Regions from separate parts of the Mus musculus genome. Here region 1 is linked to region 2. The links are chromatin contacts, called in public HiChIP or PLAC-seq maps. All regions are on one chromosome and are shown on one strand. The core of a region is the stretch at or near the end of the contact, and the rest is flanking DNA. Distances in the headings are between cores, read along the strand shown.

The links. HiChIP or PLAC-seq counts read pairs in DNA pulled down with a chosen protein or histone mark.
Region 1: an H3K4me3 HiChIP or PLAC-seq map of embryonic forebrain shows a contact between it and region 2, with 4 times the contacts expected there. The contact joins the enhancer-like site here to the promoter of Zfp609 in region 2. A contact is called at or near these places in 8 of 39 promoter capture datasets (the 3T3-L1 cell line, the HPC-7 cell line, HPC-7-derived erythroid cells and 5 more), 2 of 15 datasets of contacts at CTCF or cohesin (CD8 T cells and large pre-B cells), 2 of 484 Hi-C or Micro-C datasets (brown adipocytes and uterus), 27 of 115 datasets of contacts at active chromatin or transcription factors (the 230-238 cell line, CD8 T cells, the HPC-7 cell line and 17 more) and 3 of 9 other capture datasets (adipose tissue, liver and pancreatic islet).

What each region holds. Positions count from the first base shown.
Region 1 is chr9:65,720,704-65,726,235 of GRCm38.p6, reverse strand. The region is part of intron 3 of Zfp609 (zinc finger protein 609); the gene reads left to right. Among named protein-coding and RNA genes, the nearest start is that of Oaz2, 47 kb to the right of the region's middle. Within about 2 kb of position 1,720, at least 84 of the 459 cell types and tissues checked have an H3K27ac peak or open chromatin away from gene starts, as enhancers often do. A contact at or near this core is called in adipose tissue, brown adipocytes, cardiomyocytes and 8 more, where this site is marked.
Region 2 is chr9:65,824,946-65,830,862 of GRCm38.p6, reverse strand. Zfp609 (zinc finger protein 609) reads left to right here and starts at 3,299. Exons shown (of 10, transcript NM_172536.3): 1 at 3,299-3,397. It overlaps Trip4 (thyroid hormone receptor interactor 4), which reads left to right. Exons shown (of 14, transcript NM_001357872.1): 14 at 1-1,936.

The DNA of each region.
Region 1 (5,532 bases), core at 471-2,970, 100 kb after region 2:
ACCACAAATCTTCATAGCGACAGACCACTACATGGCACCAGCAGCCACACAAAGGAAACATTAGGCAAATCAATACCTACTTTCTCCCACCCTTCCCATACCAAAAAAGAAAGAAAGAAAAAAAAAAAAAAAAAGACAACACATTCTTCCCATCTAACAGCTTCCTCCCAGGGTGCTTCAGGGCATGATGTGTTTCTATACCCAAGTGGATTGTGTTATCACCCCACTATCATATATTTAGTTAATCTTGAAGCCCTAACTGATTCATAGTCTCTTTTGAGTTTATTTTACGAATTACAAAATAGAGTACCTATCTTCAAGGGATAGAGACATGTTCCTTTAGTGTAACCCACCTCTTCTCACCCCCATGCCACAGACATATGCCAGCAGAGTACAGGGAGACCTTGTATGTGTTCGGCTGTAGGCTTGCAAATAGGTAAAGTTGTTTTGAAAATTCCCTCATGGGGGCTGGAGAGATTGGCTCAGAGGTTAAGAGCACTGACTGATCTTCCGAAGGTCCTGAGTTCCAAAGGTCCCACCAACGACATGGTGGCTCACAGCCATCAGAACAGCTACAGTGTGCTCATAAACATAAAATAAATTCTCCTCAGATCATGTGGAACACAGGCCCATTTTTGTACCAATGTCATCCTTTACAGGTGATTTAGTGGCCAAAGCTTAAGTGTTCAGATAAGTGAAGCCTGGACCATAAATGCAGTTCTGATAATGACGTGGATCTGAGCACTAGCCTAGCCCTGGCTTCTCTTCAGAGCGTCAGTGTTCTCTTGCTCTGTGATAAGCTCGTTTAGCTAGTCTGTGCGCTGCTTTCCCTTTCCTAAGAGCAGTGGTTGAACTACACCATCTGTGTGCTCCTTATAGAGCTCAGTATTTATGCTCTGTGATCATTTGCATGGGACAGAAGACAACATAGTCCTTGTCAGGTTTTTGGGTTTTGGGTTTTTTTGTGATGAGATCTAGAGGTCATTCATTGGTCTTAGTGCTCACACTGCTAAAAACAGGTCTTGGGCCTGCACCGCTTATAAAGCTGCTGTGGCAATGGTGAGCAGAAGCTATCAACAATCTTGGCAACTAGCCCTTGCTCCCAGGGCAGCAGGCAGCAGTTTTAAACCAGTTCAGGCAGAGCTTTGCTCCCACACTGCTGCTACATGTTACTGTTTCTTAATGGGGGGGGGGGTGATTTTTTGATTCGCCCCTCTCCCCTTTCCCCTCCTCTCCTGGCCTCCTGCTTTCCCTCTCATCTCCCCTCCCTTCCCTTCTTTTTCCCATCTAAAACTAGAGGTCGTTCTCCTCCCCTTCTGATTCCTCATTATCCCTTCTCCCTTAGGCTTTACGGAACAAAGAAATCACGGGGCATCAACTTTATAATTTAGGCAGCTGGAGATAATTTCCCCAGGATCGAGTGGGTAGGTAGCTTATTCCTCCTGGCATGAGACAACATTGCTAAATGGCCTTACGATATGTCTGCCAAGGCTTAGGCTTTGTTAGGGCCATTCAGGCCTCTCTGTTTCTGAGTTAAATTATAGTGAGAAACCAGGCCCATGTACTTTTCATGGGGGACTGGATTAGGAAAACATGGAAAGTGTGTCATTTTTAGGTCTTGCTAATTGCTTAAAGAATTTCCCTTTAATCCCCTGCCCCTGTTCTTACTCCTGCCAGGTCCTTTATTCTTTTCCGTTGTGCCTTCATGGCCTTCTCCATAGCAACAAGCTACTAGACAAAGGCTGATAGTAAGACTTGAGTAGACTCCCACCCCATCCCCATCCAGTTCTTCTGTTTTTTTGTTTTTGTTTCTGTTTTTTGGTTTTTTGCTTTGTTTTTTGTTTTCTTGTTTGTTTGTTTGTTTTTGGATTTTTTTTTTTTAAAGCCTAAAAGGCTGTGAAATAATTTTCTACTCTTAGTGACCTCATAGTCAAATGTACTGTTTAGCCCTAAAGTAACTGGGGGACTAGCTTGGTCAGACACCCAACACCTCTCAGGAATTCACAGGTCCTTTAACATTAAAGTACGGAAACAGTGCATTTTATGATTTACCAAGTTTCCCTCTGTTTTCCAGTGGTTAGCTCTCTCCGTAGAATTACATTTTAAAATCTCTTGAATCAATATCAGCATGGATAAAGAATGGTTTAAAAAAAGAAAAACGAAGTCTTCCCTCTCCCCACCATGTGCTGTCACATCAGATGCTAGGCTGCTTTGCTGCTGGACTGCAGGTTGATTGTCTAAGGAACAGAACTGGCCTGTGTCTCAGCAGATCTGCCACTGCCTGCTTTGTTACACTCCTCGCTGGTGCAGATATTTGGGTTTTTATCAGTAGGTCTCATTGAACAGTGATAAGGATGGCCATGAACCACATGCATACATACAGATCATTGAACTTGCAAGATGAGTACACCCTGTGTTCCTGGGACCTAAGGTGAGGAAGAGCAGGATGGTCAGAACAGCGCCTCCTGGTTCCTCCCGTAAATCTGACTGCCACTGTCGTGGGTTAGTGTCACCCGGTTGAAGCTTGCGTGCATAAATTGTTATAGTATGCACTTTGTGATGCTGAGCTGCTCAGCATTATGCCAGCGAGATTCAGCCATGTTGCATGTAGTTAGTTAACTTTTAAGACAGGGTCTCACCATGTTGCCCGGCTGGCCCAGAATTCACAGATTCCTGCTTCTATCTGTTGGGGTCTGGGTTTAAAGGTATGCTCTACCACAGCTGACCTATAATTAACTCTTTCCTTTATTTGAGTGTTCCACTATGTGAATAAACTCATTCTATTGTTTATGAGCATTTTTCTTTATTTTTGGTTTGGATCTATTTTTTTTTTAAAGTTGCTTTGAAAATTCTTGGACATACTTTAAGGACATATATGTGCATATTCCTAGCTATACTGGGTCAGATATGTATGTATGTATGTATGTATGTATGTATGTATGTATGTATATTTCCAGGTTTCCAAAATAGTAATTTAGTTTACATTTGGGGGAAAGAAGGGGGTATTCCAGACAGGATTTCTCAGTGTAGCCCTGGCTGTCCTGGAACTCGCTCTGTAGACCAGGCTGGCCTTAAACTGTGCCTGCCTCTGCCTCCGCAGTGCTGTAACATGCTAGAATGACAGTGGTCTGCATCCTAGCCAGCATTTGCCTTTGTCTTTCCCTTTGACACTTTCTATCTGAGTCCTTCTGGTTGGTGGACAGTGGCTTCGCACTGAGTTGTTAGTTTGTACCTCCCTGAAGAATGGTAAAATCTAGCATCTTGTCTTGTATTTACTGACCTATGTAAATCTTCTGTGATGTTTCTCTTAAGCCTTTTGTCAGTTGTTGGGTTAGGTTGTATATCTTTATTGAGTTATAGTTTGTATATTCTAGTCATAGATACACATCAGATGTGTTATAGAAATCTTCTGTGTCTTGCCTTTTTTATAATGTTAGTCTTTTCATGCATATAAGGTTCATTTTTATTAAACCTGGTTTGTCTTTATTTTTCCTTTTGTTATTAGTGGAATTTTTTGTGTCATGTTTAGCAGTTTTTCATAGTCTTAGATAATCTCCAAAATTTCCTCTGAGAACCTTGCTTTTTGTAACTGATTTTTTATTTAAGGTTTGAATTGAGATTCAAATTTGTTTTTTATTCTTGTGGGCCCATAATTTGCTCAGCACCTCATTGAAAACACCACCATTCCCCGCACTGCACAGAGAAGGCACATCTGCCTTACTGATGGGCTCTCTACTTTGCATTCATTGTCTTATTTAGTCTCCCATGAAAACTCAGGGCTTAACTACCCCTTTGTACGTCAGGACACCTAGAAGTGTAAGTCCTCTCCCTAGCTGGGTTGTACTTCCTAAGATCACCTGGGCTGTTCTCCGCAGTACACATTTCCACATAAATGTCAGGATCAGCTTGTGACTTCTTAATGAAAAAAGCCTGCTGTGAATTTTGATTGGGATTTCATTGGGTCCACAGGTTAGTTTGGAGAAGATTCAAAGTGTTATCCTTCTGCTTATGCTAGTGTTAGTTACTGAGTGCTGGGCTGAGGATGAGAGCAAGTCACGGGTAGCATTTGGGCAGCTTGATTAGTATCACTTGTTCACATGCCATCTTGCTTCTGTGTCTGTGTCCAGAGTCTCCTTTTTATAAGGCTACAAATGATAGCCAATGGTGCTGTCCTGCTGAAATCCTAGCACTGGCTGTTGGAAGCAGGATGTGTAGATGTTTAAAGTCTGCCTCAGCTAAATAGTGAATTCCGAGCCATCGAGGGCTGTATGAGCTGTCTTAAAACAACAAAGATGCTATTTTGAGGTACCTTGGATTAGAATATATATTTGGGAGGAAGCACAATTTAGTCCATAACAGAAGCTGTAAGTGTTGTCACAGTTTGGAGAAAGAAAGGATGTCTAGGAACAGTTCCTCTTCCTACCATGGAAACTTGGCATGGTCCTTGTGTGTGTGAAATAGAGAGTCGTGGCATCCCAAGACCCTAGGGCCCGTAGACCCCAGCAAGTTGACTGCCTTTCTCTTTGCACATTGCTGCTTCTACCGAATGCTGCTCTCTTAACAAACCCTGAAACTGCCACACAGAGGTTACAGAAAGAGAAATAGATTTCCGAAGTTTGCTGTTCTTCTCAGGATTGGCTGAAAGAAGAAAGCAAAGGGACCTATGTGAGCCAGCCCCAGCCGTGCTGTCTGTCACCTTGAGTCCTCCTGCTAGGTCATCAAGTAGTAAAGCTGTGGACACTGTGAGTCCCTGTCACCCCAGGCAACAATTTCCTCAACGCAGTTGTACTGAGCTCTGACCTTTTTTACTCTAGGGATTTTCCGAGAAAGATTCCAGCTGATAGGATGGCCTCCAGCCATGGCTACAGTATATTTATGCCTCAGCAAGAGAGGAGAGAGGACATGCAGTGTAAGGAAGGGTGTGTGACCTGATCCGTGATGCACTTCTGCCAGATTTCCCAGTGTGAGCACTTAAGAGATGAAAGGAAGAAGCCTCTCAGATCTCCAGCTTCTTTCCAGAGACCGCCCACCCGTCCCACAGCGGGGAGACCCGTCCCACAGCGGGGAGACCCGTCCCACAGCGGGGAGACCCGTCCCACAGCGGGGAAAGGTTACATCTAGGCTGCTGTGCTCTGACCTTCCCATAACAGCCCTTTTCCTGCTTCTAAACTTCTTCAGCCTTGAATGCGAGAGTGAAGATAGTAATAGCCGCTTGATATTTTAGGGCCTTCTTTACCATCATGCAGGCGTGAGAACCCAAGTTCTATCCCATGAATTCATGTAAAGTAAGCTTGGTGATGTAGGGTGGTGGTGGCACATGCTTTTGATCCCAGCACTGGGAGGCAGAAGCAGGCAAATCCCTGTGACTAAAAGGACAGCCAAGGCTACACAGAGAAACCCTGTCTTGAAAAATCAAAATAAAAAAAGAAGGAAGGAAAGAAAGAAAAAACAAGGTGAATGACTCCTGAGGAGCAACACCCAAGATTGTCCTCTGGCTTCCATCCACACGTGTGCACACACATGAACATACAT
Region 2 (5,917 bases), core at 2,050-4,549:
CTAAGTGTCCTATCTTTTCTTTTTAAACTGAAATTTTAGTGTAAACCTATTTTCCCCCTAGCATGTAAATGTGAGACACTACAGAGATTAGTTTTACAAATAAGTATAGCTATGGACTTATATGATTATGACATTTAATTTTTTTCCATTTTAATTACTGTCTCTCCTATAACCCATTCATGTGGTGGCCATTTAATTTAGAAGATTTGTTTAATGTTGTGTGGGGCCTAGCCAAGATTAGATGGCATGGGGCTGTTCACTTGACCAGCTCAGCTACTAAACTAGAGAAATCAGCTAACTTCAGTTTGTTAGGCTGGGAGGAGGGAAGGCAATCCAGAGAGAAAGGATATTTTCTTCCTTGCGATTCAAATAGCAAGCACACATCTGCTATTCTCAGTGTCTGTGAATGTGTTTGGGAGGAGGTGATCCACATGGAAGGCTCCAACAGCAACAAGGGATCCATGCAGCCTGCAGAGAGCTTTTCTACTTTTCGCCTGTAGAGGAAAAAGAACAGTACCATCCTACGTCACAATGAACTTGGATAAACGTCCATTTGCATGTGTGAATACAATGTGGCTTCATTCAGGAGATGAAATGTAAATTGATCAGATGTTGAATTTCAGTTGTGAAAATGGGAAAACCCAGAAAGAAATCCCAGTAAAAAAATACCAGAGATTGGAGTCAGGGAAAAAGGAGGGTGCAGGGGTGGGGTGGGGTGGTGGGGGAGGTGCCTAAATCCACAGATGTGTCAGAAAAGAAGACCTGGGCATGAAGAGAAAAGCACATCACTGCGTAAGACTTCAGAAGAGTCTAGTCAGGCATGGTGGTTGTATGCCTTTAGTCCTAGCATTTGGGAGGCAGAAGCAGGTGGATCTCTAGGGTAGTGCTGCCTAATATGGTAACCACTGGCCACATGCTGTTTAAATATGAATTAATATTTAAAAAGCCGGGCGTGGTGGCGCACGCCTTTAATCCCAGCACTCGAGAGGCAGAGGCAGGCGGATTTCTGAGTTCAAGGCCAGCCTGGTCTACAAAGTGAGTTCCAGGACAGCCAGGGCTATACAGAAAAACCCTGTCTCGAAAAACCAAAAAAAAAAAAAAAAAAAAAAAAAAAAAAAAAGAATTAAAATTTAAGTAAAGACTCAGTTCTTCAGTCATCCTACCTTGAGTGCCCTAGTAGCTCATATGTGGCTAGAGACTTCTGAACAGCAGGGGGCAGGGGTTAGCAAAGTCATTCCAATTCCATAAGGGTCAGACAGCAAATGGCTTTGGTTTTATAAACCATTCAGCTGTGCTGTGGTACTGCAAATACACCCATAGATAATGTGAGCAAGAAAGCTTGGCTACAGCCAGGGAAACTGTTTGTAGACACTTTTTTGAGACAGTCTGTGTAACCCAGTTCAAGCCCAGGCCTAGCCTTAAGTTTTAGATCTCTAGCGTCAAGCTCCCAAGTGCTGGAGTCTGTACCACCACACCAGATTCTTATAACTTTTGTGTTGTAAAATATCTTCTTTTATTTAAATATTGTTAAAATGTAAAAATTAGTTTTTAACTTACAGGATTTACCAAAACGTGGTAGTGAATCTGATTTGTTCTTTGGGCTACTAGTTTGCCAATTCTTGCTCTCGAGATACAAGAAGTCAAAACTTGAGATTCTCTTACTGTCTTATACATTAGATCCTTGTCTTTAGTCAGAGTCAGCTAACTGTGATTAAAAGCTAAGTAGAACTGTTTCCTTGTCCCCTAACTGTTTTAGTCTAGTGCTACAATGTTTAACCCTTCATTAAATCACAGAGATATGGAACACTAAACCCTGTTTTTCCTTTCTGTTTAAGCCCTCATTTTGTAATATAGAGTATAGATTGGTAAGTTGGCCGCCACTCTGAGTCATCAGTTCTGTCCCTTTACTATCCAATAAAACTATCTATGGACCAAGAGGGAATTACTTTTTCCTAGACTAGATGGGCTTGGGCTTAGCGTTCATCTTTAAGCTGTCAGCTCTCCCACCCTCCTTTTCTTTCTGTGAAGATAGCAAAGTTATGACTCACTCGATCTCTAAGTCACATGCTACTGTGAATGGCACCAGTGAAGAGTGCCCTTAGGATAAGAGAATAAAGGTAACTGCATAGCTGAATAAAATGGTCTCAGACACAGGAAGGGCATGATGGGGGTTCTTGAGAATTGGATAAACATTGGTTTGCTATGGTAGGAGGTGGAAGTCTTAGGTCATGAAGCAGTTTCGTAAGCAACTGGTGGGAGGGCTCAATTTCACAAGAACAGAATGTCTGCTGTGTAGATGGTGTGCTGGGCAACCTTAAGATAGGTAACAGATTTAAAAGTCACAATCTATAGTGACAGAATGGTGAGATGGAGTGCAGAAACGGGCTCAAGGTTAAAAAGCAGTAAGATTTAGTGATACTGGATGTTGAGGTGGAAAGGGACACAGGTACTCTAGAGGAAAACAAACGATAATCAAAGAAAAACTGAAGACATTGAATAAAAAAGGAGTTTGAGGGCCAGTGAGATGGCTCAGTGGGTAAAGATGCGCGCTGCTAAGCCTAAGGATCTAAGTTTGATCCCTAAAACCAAATGGTGGAGGGAACGACTCCTGCAAATTGTCGGCTGACCTGCAAACGTGCGCCACGACACGTGTCCTGTCCCCCCCAACCCCCACCCTAAATTCTTTACTTAAAATAGTTTGCCGAACTAAGCGGCAAAATGGATGAGACAGTTAAGAGCTGTGCACTTGTCTTCTGTTCTTTGTAGAAAGGTTCATGTTCAGATCCCATGATCTTTCCTCTTTCCACGATAGAAAACATCTGTATTTAAGAGCTAACGCTTCTCCAGAGACTTTTCGGTGAGAAGTCTTATCCAGCCAGGAATCTGCACGAGGAGAGAGCATTGGGTTCAAACTGTCCAGCCCGGTCTTCTGAGCTTATCTTAGTTTCGACCCGCCCGCCAGGTTTTCCAGCATTCTTTTCTCAGGGCTCGCAGCTACCGCGCATTTAGAGACCCAGGACTTAGCTCCTGCATCCAGGTTCCGGGTTTCCTCGTGCACTCGCCCGCTCCAGACTCCATAGCGCACGGAATCCGGATCCGAGAGCACGAGAATCCAGTGTCCAGGTCTTCCAGGCTGCCCTGGTTGTCCCGGATCGCGGCGGCGGCGGCGGCGGTGGCGGCGGCGGCGGCGGCGGCGGCGGCAGCTGAGGGACCCGCAGCCCCGGACACAGCGGCCCCGGCCAGGCGGGGCGGAGCGGCGCGGGGAGGGGCGGAGAGCCGGGGCGGGGAGGGGGAGGGGCCGCGGCCCAGATGGCGGCCCGGGACGCGTAGCAGTGGTGGCTCTGCGGCCCGGGGCCCCGGGCGGGCGGAGGTGGCGGCTCCCGGGACCGGCCGCGCGGTGAGTCTAAGCTTTGTGTGGAGCCGGGGCTGGGAGGGGGAGGCGACTCTGGGGGAGGCCCGGCGCCGAGGGGCGCGGAGGGCGCCGGAGCAGCGGCGCCCGGCGGAGGAAGTGGGGGTTGGGGGGGCCGGGGCGGAGCGAGGGGAAGGTGTGTGCGGGGAAAGCGGGGTCGTTGCGTGGGTGGGGGAGGGGGCCTGAGGTGAAGTTCAAAGCATGGCCCGGGCGGTTCGGGCTGAGGGTGGCGGTGCCCGGGATAGTCTCTGATTTGGCCAGGTGGTAGGGGCAGGCCAGAGAGTTTTCGGAGGCTCTGCCGAGGGAGCCCCGGGGCGACTGGGGCTCGTTAGGGACTCAGGGGAGCGTCGGGAGCGGAGGGTTGAAAGCAGGACGTGTGCGCGACCCGGGAAAGGAGAGCAAGGTGGCTGGGAGCGTGCAGGCAGTAGGTTGTGGGTGTGTGCGCCTTTCCAGTCTTAGGTCACATTTTACTCCTGTCCTTTTCTTCAAGATGGAGGGATCCCTAGGCCTGGACTTTAAACTGCTGTCCCTGTATCCCCGGGAGGGTTTGAGACCCTGTCCTGTTTGGAAACCCCATGCTGCCCTCTTTTCCCTTTATGTGTAATTACGGTTGGATCATCTCTCTGCTTGGTTCAGATTCTCCTTCCTCCCTCTGGGGCTGAGGAGGAGGAGACACATCTGACCAATTAATGTGTGTTTGTGAAACAGGCAGCGGCAAACAGTCATTTCGGCTTCTAGGAATTAGGCTCACACAGGGTGGAGAGAGCAGAGCCCTTCAGGGGGAATATTTCTGAACAAATCACAGATGATTAAATTCTCTCAGAAACCGCTTCCTACCTAAATGAGAGTGGGAAAGATGGGGGAGAAAGCCTGTCTGTTTCCAGCCATGTGTCCAGAGCCCCAGGGGTTGAGGAGAGTCCCTAAGCCCCCACAGGCCTCTCTTTTCTGTATTAGGCTTTGCTCTGCAGCCTTGAGTTAATTTCACCCCTGCTGCTTTGTCTTGGGGGAGGGAGTGCTGGTTTAGGCTGTTGTGAGAGATGACTGTTCTGCTGCCACACAATAGTCGTGTCATTTTATCGGGAGTGCTACCCCAGGGCTGAGAACTGTTGCAGCAGAGATAAACCGGTCCCTCTCACTCGCCTATTGTGTACACAGTGAAGGTCATAGGTTCAAGTCTTGTCTGAGAGCTTTGGATATGCTCCATCTCCCAGGCTCCTCAGTGCCATTTTCTTCCTTTTCCAGACTGGGGCTTGCCATTGGAAGAGGCCAGACAGAAAGGCTCTTCTTTTTGAGTGAGGAACAATGCAGGGCTCACTGGCACACATTTTTCAGAAGAATAGAGGATGCCAGCCATGTTGTGCCTGCCTCTGGTTAGCCTGTAACTAAGTTGTGAAGGAATAGCGTCTGGGACACGCCACCCTCATGCTTTGTGGCAGACCTTTGAGGAAGGTGACTGTGAAGAAGGTTCTGTACTTGCATAAAACATTGTATTTAAATGTCTCTGTATAGAAATGGGAGTCTCCTGCAGTTATTTTTGTTTGTTCTCTTAGGAACACCACTAAAGGCCTGTATATGAGTAAGATAGGGGAGTCCAGGACCAAGTGCCCCCTCCCCCAATAGGGACTCATTAGTTGCCCAGGCTGGTCTCTAACTCAAAATCATTCCTGGGCAGTGCTAGCAATTACAGGCATGCACCTATGCCCTGCACCCTGTTCCCTTTTTAAATGGTGACTTCCTGGTGAATAATTACATAATAATAACAACAACAAAAAGCTGCTCAATTTGCCCAAGACAAGTTTTGAAAACAAAACTTGCCTTTTATAATTCAGTATTTAATGAGAGAAGATGATTCAGGTATTATGGAGAGAAATTTGCCACAGAGAGGAACTGCTAAAAATCTTTTGGATCTGGTATTAGAGAAGGATAGGAAGAATCAGGTCCTTGACTGTGTTATGAAAGTCTCCAAGCAGTATTTTGGTACCATTAAGTCTCTCACATCAATTACATATATAATCAATTATAGCTAATGTAATTGTATTACAAGTGTAATTACAAATGTAACAATTACCTATAGATAGGACTAGAAAAGATGTTTTCATGGAAGACTTTAAAGACGTCTTTTTTTTTTTTTTTTTAAAGAACTACTTATTTTATGTATAGCCATTACAGATGGTTGTGAGCCGCCACGTGGTTGCTGGGAATTGAACTCAGGACCTCTGGAAGAGCAGCCAGTGCTCTTAACCAATGAGTCATCTCTCCAGCCCCCTAAGGACATCTTTTAAAAGATTCACTGTAAAGGGGATTGTATTCAGTATGCAGTGTATAAAATAGCTATCTAACCATTTTCTATAGTTTATCATCGAACGGGGCCCTTTGGTTTTTGTTAAAGGTCTTTCAAGACAAGACAAGAAATGCTAACTGTGGTCTCTCCCTCCATTATCCTTTATATCGTTGAGTTTCTTTACATGATGGCCTGGCATTTAGATGGTGGGACTTTAATAGGAGAGA